Linked DNA regions of Choristoneura fumiferana: region 1 is linked to region 2. Evidence: chromatin contacts called from public Hi-C data. All regions are on one chromosome and are shown on one strand. Each heading gives the region's core, a stretch centred on a gene start, on an enhancer-like site or on the middle of the called end of the contact. The rest is flanking DNA. Distances are from core to core; before and after follow the strand shown.

Region 1 (4,981 bases), core at 1,354-3,853, 220 kb before region 2:
CACGCCTGTATTCCCAATATGGGGTAGGCAGAGCACACGAAATGTTACTGCTTCGGAGCCACTTTTAGCAATTTTAGGTTTTAAGTTTGACGAAAATGGTACAATAGTGACAGGTTGCTAGCCTGTCGTCTACGGTATACCTTAACCTATATCCTCAGTCGCCTCTTACGACATCCACGGAAGAAATGGAGAGGTGTAAGTATATGATTACACAAAAAAAAAAAAAATACTTACAATTTTGACTGACAATTTGGATATTCCATGATCATGCAGTTCATCCTCAAACAATGTTAAATCATGATAGAATAATATCTGATCTTTTTGCTTCAACAATTCAAAATTAATACCCTCCTCCGAGGGCTCTACAATTATATTATCAGACAGGGTCCCCTGGTAGTTTGTAGAAAAAGTCCAGTCAAAAGATTTTTTCTTCTTTGTTGCATCTGGTCTAAATAAAATAAAAATTCAAGCTTCATTCAAATATTAAAAATAAGAAATAAATTTTAAAAACAAAAACCTGACTATGTTGAAGAAAAAGAAAAAAGTCCAGTGGTTAAGTACCATAAAGTTCAACAGCCAAAATTCCAAAATTTCAACTAAATATAGTAAAATCCTAGAAATTCAATTTAACTTATGATTTTGATTCTCTCTCTGACCACTCAGAAGAAACTATGGTGATACAAGTTCATTAGACGGGCCTTTGCATCCAGAGACTAGGTTTCGGTACAAGGGAGAGTGTAACATGCATCTGAGGTTCCCCATGAGGCTGACATAGTCACATTTGGTGTACTAAAGCCTTGTTAAAATATAAGCTTCTAAAAAAACTCATGTTTTTCTTTTACATAAAACTGGCCCATCATTGACACCTATCTCACCTGATGAAAAGTGTAGATGAAGCCAAAAGATGTACATATTACACTGATTCAGTAAAAGCCTATTCACTCTAGCCTTGAGAAGCCCTATACTTTGTTTTTTTTTAGCATTGGAAAAAGGGTAAACAATATGACAAGTCATTGTATTGAAAAACGTTTTTGAAAAAACAGTAACTATTACTTATGATGCCAAGAGCATGTAAATTATTATATGCCCTTGCTATTTGTTACATATTTGCTGTGACCTATTTTTCAAAATGTTTCTTCAATAAAAAGACATGTCAAGATCGCTTACTTTCTTTCTAATGCTAAAAAAACAAAGTACTTATAGGTTGTGCCTATCTGGATGGTTTGAGTTTAAAGTCACAGGTATTATCTAGTAGGTAACCATCTATTTAAAAATATAAATTAAATAGCTTTTTACCTAGCCTCTTGCCACACTTCAGCACAAGACACCTCAATAGCGTCAACAGTACAAGCCACAAGTTTTAGAGCATCCAAAGGGTTAAAACTGATTTTAGCACCATTTTGGTGTGTCAATGACAAATTGTTCTTGGGAAACACCATGTCAGGAAAATGTGGGATGCTAAGCTCTTTACAGTATCTGAAAAAAAAAATTACCACTACACAGATTAAAAAGCAAACTACAAATTAAATTTAGAACATGCCTGCTAAAGCAGTGTGGCTTAACTTCTAATGAGTCTATTACAAAATATGAAGTACACAACTTTTACTTTACTTCGTGTGCAAACTTTTGAAACTTAGTTATTTTAAAGGCCCAGCTATGACTACACACCCCTAGAGTCAAGTGTTCTCTCTGTTCATTACATGTGTTATCAAGTAAACCTAGTGGCAAGCATATCAGCTACACAATGAACAGAAAAAACTGCTTACCACATTTGTTTTGTTTGTGCTTGTAACATTATTCCCTCTTGGTTGTTTGGAAATTCTTGAACATTGATGCTATCATCAAGCAAAGTAATAGGTAAACGAAAATTACCTATTTTTAAAATTAACATCTTTTTATTGCAATTAAACTCACTTCCAATGATTTGATTCACTTGAAACTTGGTACATTTATTACAGAGCTTCAATGACAATGCAATAATCAAGTCAATCTATAAAGAAAGTGTCTATAATATTTAGTTTTCTCAAAAACTTATTTTTATTTCAGGTATAAATACTGTCTAAATTAGTCTAATTACTGAAAAAAGTATGAAATTGTAGGTAATGTCTCAATCTATAAGTAACGAATTTTCTCATCTCACGCCTTACTTGCCTTATAAAGCATCTTAAAATCCGCCCAGAATCTTGCTAACAAGCAGCATAGCATAGCATACTTACATACAAAATTGGCAAAATTGATCATCATTCCTCTCGCAAACAACTTTCGTTGAACACATGCTGGGCAGGATACAGCTCATATCGTAAGATATATGCCACGGACCGAACTCTATCGAGTTCAAATTACTGGGATGCCGCCTAGCATCGACGCTTGTCTCCTGTAACATGAATTTTGTAGGTAATGGTGAACGTTCTGAGACATTAAAAAACCTTGCAAGAATTAAACACAACTGACCTGTAAAGTAAGCATTGTCTTAGAAATTGAATTGGTAGTTTTTAAGAAGAATATTTAAAGGTTTGATTTTTAATATTTTCTGGCTTTGGCTGGCTGGCTTGTCAGTCAAGAAGTTGTCAAGTCAATTTTGATAGATAGAGGAGGACATTGGCACTTTGACAGATAGGATAGCAAGCGAGCACAGACTATACATTTTTTTTTTTTTTTTTTTTTGAAACGGGCAACGTACAAATTTGTCACATTAGCCCATAGGGCAAAACATTAACTACCCAGAAAAAAAAATTACATCTCACAATTGATAATAACTAATTCCTTGTCAGTCCGTGGGTTTAAAAATCCGGGTTTATGTATGATTGGTTACATTTTTGTTTTTTATTTTATTATTATCTGGCACCACCTATTGAATCTAATCCTTCTTTGTGTTGTAAAGGGATCGATAGAGTTCGCTTTAAAGCAATAAAGCCCTCTATTCGTGACGCGCGGTGATACACGATGTTATAGCGTGAACTTTCGCTGTGTACCTCCAAGTCCTCCAACAGGAGAAGGAGACAAATATTTTTCACAACAGCAACCCTGTGTCAAATTTCTGAAATCAATATGGCCGATTTTTACCGGTCGTGTTATTGTGTTTTGCTAAAAGTTCGTTGGAACAATATTTTCGGTCTTTATTGAACTTAAAATCACAACGTAATTACATTTCCTGAGTGTATTAAATCCTTTAGCTAATTATGGAAGCACTTATACCTGTTATAAATAAATTACAAGACGTTTTTAATACGGTCGGAGCAGATGCCATCCAGTTACCTCAAATCATAGTTTTAGGAACACAGGTACATATTTTTCTTGTTGTTGCGTAACAACGTGAATGATACTTAATTGAAAAATTGATATAAAAGAGCCATGTGCCCTGGCCTTCAAGATATTGGTTGTTATGTCACAAAGTTCTTTGTCCCCATTTAATTTCAGTGAACTGGCTAACTGCTGTCATTGACCATTGTCCAGTCTCATTAACGGACATCGTTACTAACACTGCATGCGAAACTGTACTTTCTTTTCATTCCAATGATCTTGTTAGTTAATAACTTATTAATAAAGTTATTTTTCCTTAATGATAGAGTTCAGGGAAGAGTTCCGTGATCGAGAGTTTAGTTGGGCGCTCGTTTCTGCCCCGTGGTACGGGCATCGTTACTCGGCGGCCCCTCATCTTACAGCTAGTATACAGCCCCAAAGATAGCAAGGAACACCGATCTGCTGAAGAAGGTAAGGACGCCTCTCAGTACCTTATTTATGTACACTAGCTAGTTGCTATATTCATAATTTGTAAGACTAATTAGACTTGTGTTTTGTGTTTTGCTTTTTATGTGAAAAAAGAACATTTAATGTTATTGACCTAATTTTTTAATTCATTGGCTTGTTTAACCCTGACTTTGTTGATAATGCAAATCTTGGTACAAAGAATGTTTTCAATTTTTATGTCATGCAACATCGGTTTTATTGTGCCTTTGTGATTCTTCAATGCCAACACATAATAATCCAATGATTGTGCTATTGTGTCTATCATCTCAATAACTGCTTGCTATTAGTTGGCATCAATGTAGGTTATAAAGTCAGCATGAATTGAAAATTATTGATCTTAACAAGTATGTTATCTATTTGTGTTGATTTTAATTTTTTTGATCAGTATGCCCTTTATTCAATGTTTTCTTACAAGACCTTTTGTGCCTTTTTGTTAAATAAGGATTTTTTATTTTAGATAGTTTTACACTTAACAATGTCTACCATTTGTTGTTGATTTGGTTTGTTTGCATTAGTTGATTTAAATTAATCTTGCAGTTAAAGTTTCACTCATAGTACTCTAAGTGCCTGGGCGAACGAGCTTTGCTCAGGCTAAAACTCGATAATAAGCGTTTTCCCAGAGATAAAACCGAGCTAGATTGATTTTTCATCCCTGAAAACCCCCACATACCAAATTTCATCGAAATTGTTGGAGCCGTTTCCGAGATTCTGATTATGTATATACAAGAATTGCTGATTTAAAGGTGTTAGATAGACTTGAAATTTAGTAGGTAGGTATATCTGAAAATTATAGTGCATAAAAAGTACTTCCAGCAAATACAGCTTGAATTAGATATAAGATTTTTAGCCAAAACTTCTTGGTTGAGGGCTTGTTTCATCACTCATTGATAAATTCTATGTGATAGATAAATGTGATGATGACTTTGTTTATTTGGACTAAACAAACAAAGACAGCATTACATAATCTGTCATAGGAATCTTCAAAAATTCAGGCTAAACTAAGGATAACTGGATGCAATAACAGTTTAACTCAAGTAATTATACTATTACTTTAGGGTACTTAACAGGGGTAACAGTAAAACCCTTCATTTTGGTCAATTATGATAGTGTGTAGAATTGACTGTTATATTTATACATAGCCTTAAGACTGCAGACAACAGTGCCAGCTTCATGGAACCCCATATCTCAGCTATCCAATTCTTTATTTTCATCAGGTTGGTATTCAAACTAATTT
Region 2 (5,269 bases), core at 301-2,800:
CAATAACATCCACCTGGAGAAAGATTTCTCTATTGGTACACAATGGTGTCTAAAAATTAATAGCCCCGATAACTTCCGATGTCCGCTAATGTCTATTGCGGTGTGCAAAAGAAGGTACTTACTTTTTTCTGTTTTTTGTGATTCAAAGCGTAAAGCTGTCGTATGAACTGCCGAATATTTGGCGGTGATTGATTGACTTATGCCACCTATTATCTAAAATACAAAAGCAAGTATTTGTATTATTACAAAAAACGCTTTTTCCAGTCTCATGTTCGTATAACCTATCAAACGAAGAATTTATCAAGCTGAAGCTTACCTTGGGAATATATTAGTAAAAAAGAACTAACTAGATTAAAATGACTGCATGAAGCAATATTCGCGGGAAATGAATAAAAGCATTGTTTTTGTATTCACGGTTATTATCGAGTGCCTACCGGTGAACAAGAAATATGTGGTAATCAATCAGGACTGAATAAAAAAAGGTTCATTGCAAAGGTACTTACACTCGGAAGGCGAAACATGATGCAAATTAAAGATGGTTTAGCAATGAATCTTAACAGAAAATATATTATTCCGTTGAGTGGATCAGCAAAAGTCACACTAAGTTAGTTAACTAAAACTAACTAGTTTATTATTTTTCAAATGTACTCTGTCTGTGGTTTGTTTGTATGTAAGTAATGTAACAAAAAAAAAACCTAAACGCCACACATTGCAGGGCTTGTTAACGTTACTAAATTCACACTATAAGTAACGTTAAATAACGGTAAAAACATAAAAATACCTAGTACCGATATTAAAATTTAACGTTAATTGATATGTTAACATTATTTAACGTTACCTAATTACCGTTATTTTTACCGGTAAATTTACTTTACATTGTAGGGCTTGTTAACTTTACCCAATTCACATTATTATTATAACGATACCGAAGTAACACTATCGGTAATTTTGCTAATTTAGCGCGTGCATACTCGCTCGATAAATGAGGATAATCTGCCATTTAACGTTACTCAAGCTTACCGGTAAATAGTAATATAAATACCGTTAAAATGATTTAACGATACTTTTGAAATAAAGTTAATTTAATGAATAGCTGATAACGTTCCCATTTTTTATACCGGTAAAAAGTTGTATAAGTAACGGTAAATCGTTTAACGTTAATTATCATTTAACGTTAAATCGGTTTGACAGTTGGTAACGTTACCACTTTTTAACGGTATTTAAAGCCCTGATACATTGCGTTTAGTTTTAAAACTTTACACTGGCAATACAGGAATTACCAACCACAAACAATAAACGATTTTCAATATTCGCTAAACGTCGGCGCATATTATCACTAAAGTCTGACAAAAATACTTCCTATCCTGACCCTTCCTTATCAAAATTAGATCGCAAATGTAAATTAAAAATAAAATAAAATAAATATCAGAAAGGTTGTTTGTATCTAGCTAGAGCAAAAGTGCAATCAGTTTTGTGTATATCTATATGTTAATCGGCCTAAAAATAATGTTGCAAGTTTCAAAAATGTACGTGCGTCGTTTTCCTTTTTTTCATTCGTTGGTTTCGTTGACAGTTGTGTTTGTGGTTATACCTATCTATATATAGTAAAGTTATAACTCCAAAAACCACCACCATACTCAATCCTGGAAAAGTTGTTGCCTGTGAAGGATGCCTTCAGCTGCGAATCCCAAGTCCGAAAAGCCGGCCTCTTCGGAGGCCACGGATAATTCACCAGTACGACAAGTCATGACGATAATTGAGCATAAGATTCGTAATTTGGAGAAAAGAAAGGTATGTATATTGCTAATTTACTCCACAATACCAACACCCACTCGCATTTGTATACCATTTGTAAAATACTTCCTAGTTATCTACTGTTTATAAAATATCTCTATTATCATGCATGATTGAATCGAGAAATCTTTCGTGATTTAGACCCCAAATCAAGCGGATAAAGGTGCCGTGAATCGCTGACGCCATTTTTACATGTGCTCAGTGTTGACGATACAAAAGAGAAACGTAACGAGTCCTCAAACATGGGGAGCACTCACTTTTTTAAACCGGCACCTTTAAATAAAGTAACACGTGTTGTAAATTCCCGGTGCTTTATTTAAACTACTATTGTATTTGTGGATTTTGTTGATAATAACATGATGTTGATATTGATGATTGCACCATTATGATAAAAGAGTAGATATCGAAACCAGGTGCCGGTGAAAGACTAAGATGCCTTTGTTTGTCCACAATACAACATGTGAAAACATGTTTATGAGTACTTTGAGTCATACTAATCCAAACACGACATTTTCATTATTTGGTATTGAAGAAATCTACAGGGTTTTTATCATAACCAGGGTTGAATTGAAAGTTCACTTTTTCGATTCGAAAAATCCCTCAAAATATGTATATTTTCAATGTTATGATTTCAACTTTTCAACTATTCTGATCTACTTATTTAAAACTGGTTAAGTCCAATCTTATCTTTTCCACTTTTAAGCTACACAATTAACTGTTTGCAATACTTATAGAAACCACTGCTATGCACTATTTTATGCTAATAGACACAGAGGCCTTATTGTCCAACACACTTGGCATCTTTATTGTTTTGACCACTTCTATCACACTGTCTGAAAGAGATGTCAAACAATACAGTGTCCAGTTAGATCTGTTAAATGCTTAGAACTGCAGGAAAACAGGTGGCTAGGCTACTGCACTGAAATTTGATCATTCTATTAGTTCAAGCACATTTGCGTTATTAAAAGTAACTAATTATTGACAAATAGACATATCAACAACAAATGTATGACTACTATTTGCATTTGGAGATGATTTTTTGGTATTCAATTCATTTATTTTTAAAACAACAACAAAGCAACACCTGGCTGAATAAACCAGTTAGGTATATGTTTCAATAAGTCTCAGATATGTATAATCATGACAAATCAATATGGACATTTTCTTCCATGAGTAGTTAAGGCTGCTATGACTATACAAGTTTTCCTAGTTTTATTGTAAATAAAATGTGTCATTGGGATTGGCATTTTAATTAACAAAGAATTACATTAATAAGGAGACTTGTTTGGCAATGAATAACCTCTTACAAGTATTATTTAAGAATGTTAAACTCAATGAGTTCTATGAAATGTTGTATGTAGGTAGGTATTTCTAGCAACCTTAAAACCTTATAGCATATCCATGTTAACCTGTCAAACTGAAGTTTAGGTAAATAATTAACCAAATATCTGATTTAGTATAAACTGATAATTCTGCTAGAGAATTTGCCTGTGAACCTTGAGTTCCCAGATATTTTGTATGAAAATTAGGAAAGTCTGATCTGACTATATGAGTCTTGGAAATTTAATAGATATAAAGTATGTTTACCAATCTCTCAAGTACAACCTTTGTTTTTTATGTCCCTTACATTTACAGGAAATAATAATATGCATAAGCAAATAATCTTGTATTGGCAATTGGTCTGGGTCCTGGGATATTATATGCTTATATGCATGGATATGGAATGACAATATCTGAGTAATTTGGGACCCATTGGAGAGTAACATTGGCCCATATAAAAGCCACATAAAGTAGGGTCCAATAAAAACAATCAAACATAAAAATATGATCAATTAATTTACACCAACCACATGGCAAAGAGCCATATTTGCAAAGCAATAATAAAACCAAGACCAAGTTAACCAAGCCAAGGACCAAAGTAACCCTTCACAGCCAAATTAAGTAATGTGAACTTACGGCACATTTAATCATTAGTTGATTGTTTAATCTCTTTCGTGCCTGTTAAGAAAAACTGAACAAACAGCAACTTAATTGTTGTATTTTTGTTTTCTTTTAGAGTAAGTTAACATCCTACAGAGACTTACAAAAGTCTGGCAAAGAACTTAATGCTGATCAGAAGATAGCAGTTGCCAAGTATGATGAGGTGGCCCAGACATTAGAGTTTGCTCGAGAACTCTCCAAGCAAATTACGTCTATTGCTATCTCAACAGAGAGGGAAGCTAAAAAGCAAGCAAAAAAGGTATGTATAATAGATTAAGGTATTTTTTTTTTTTATATTATGATAATGATGTTAAGAGTTCTGGAACAAAACCAAACCCCTGTGTTCAGAATTCCATTTTATTAATAAAATATTGAGTAATAATCTATGAAATTGCTGCTAGCTCTAAAAGTTAATTTTTTGGTTTACAAAACAACCAAATGTCTTGGCAAAATGAATATTTGCAATATCTTGAAATTTTTGTCCTTATTTGCCTACAGTATAAGTCTAACCTTAAAACATGCTAAGCTTAAGGCCAGCAATGCATCCATAACTCAACTTGTGTTATGGGTGTCCAATTGTCCATGGGCGGTAGTAATTGCTTTCCATTAGGTGTTAGTTGGCCATTTGCCCCCTATCTTATAAAAAAACCTATCAAAAATATCCACACTACAGAATTGTGCTTCATTACATAAGAACAAAAAATTGCCTTTTCATTTGGATTAATGAGACATTTATCCTAAGATTGCTGTATTCAATTATATTTATAATTAATGCAGGAAACCTGGATCCGCTATGCAGCTGACACCAACAAAATCCGCGAGGTTCTTCTCATCCTGGACTGCCTGACGCAAATGGGCAACTCTGAAGCCAGAGAAGACTTTCTAAATGGAACCAATGGTGCAGCAAAACTCACAGAAGAAGATCTTAAGATCCTTGATGACTTGTAAGTTTTTAATTCTTTGATCTAAAATTTTTTTGGCTTAGGTCCACTTAAAATTATTATTTTACTGGGTTAAAAACCATCATTGAACTTTATTTTTGTAAAACTTCTTTATTAATCATGAATAATGCATGTAGAAAATTTTAATTACCTTAGCCTTACCTTACTATGTTTGTTTATTAGGATACTGAATGATTCCATGCTAAATTTATTGCCAGATATGCTTGTTACGTGTCCTGTTTTCTAAACTATTTCAATTTGTCCTTTTTAAGGTATCCTGAAGTGACCCCAAAACACGACGTAAATGAGGAAGGCCAAGCTGCATTCCCCGCTCACACAACAAAAGCGGCCGAGCACCTGTACGCCATTATTGATGGCAAACCAAAGGAAGTTCTCGGCACAACTTACACTCACATTAAAGAGATCATCACAACTGTACATGGCTGTGGTTACTTCGACAAGACGTTAAACGATGCTGTTGTACCTGAAGTCGTAGAGGAGGTTGTGGTTGTACAGGAAGAAGTGCAAGAAGTGGCGGAGCCAGCGGCCGAGGC

What was found. Hi-C and Micro-C count contacts between places; a contact is called where the count stands out from the background.
Region 1: a contact with region 2 is called in a Hi-C map of whole pupa, with 4 times the contacts expected there. The contact joins the promoter of LOC141444185 here to the promoter of Capr in region 2. A contact is called at or near these places in 2 of 2 Hi-C or Micro-C datasets (both in whole pupa).

The regions. Positions count from the first base shown.
Region 1 is chr2:13,981,481-13,986,461 of NRCan_CFum_1, reverse strand. LOC141444185 (TIP41-like protein) reads right to left here and starts at 2,603. Exons shown (of 6, transcript XM_074109654.1): 1 at 2,452-2,603; 2 at 2,217-2,374; 3 at 1,297-1,476; 4 at 235-448. The coding sequence starts at 2,466. Drp1 (dynamin related protein 1) reads left to right here and starts at 3,022. Exons shown (of 16, transcript XM_074109626.1): 1 at 3,022-3,281; 2 at 3,567-3,711. The coding sequence starts at 3,180.
Region 2 is chr2:13,760,605-13,765,873 of NRCan_CFum_1, reverse strand. Capr (Cell cycle associated protein caprin family member) reads left to right here and starts at 1,550. Exons shown (of 4, transcript XM_074109492.1): 1 at 1,550-1,791; 2 at 3,851-4,033; 3 at 4,552-4,718; 4 at 4,988-5,269. The coding sequence starts at 1,669. It overlaps mtSSB (mitochondrial single stranded DNA-binding protein), which reads right to left and starts at 686. Exons shown (of 3, transcript XM_074111370.1): 1 at 504-686; 2 at 123-213. The coding sequence starts at 521.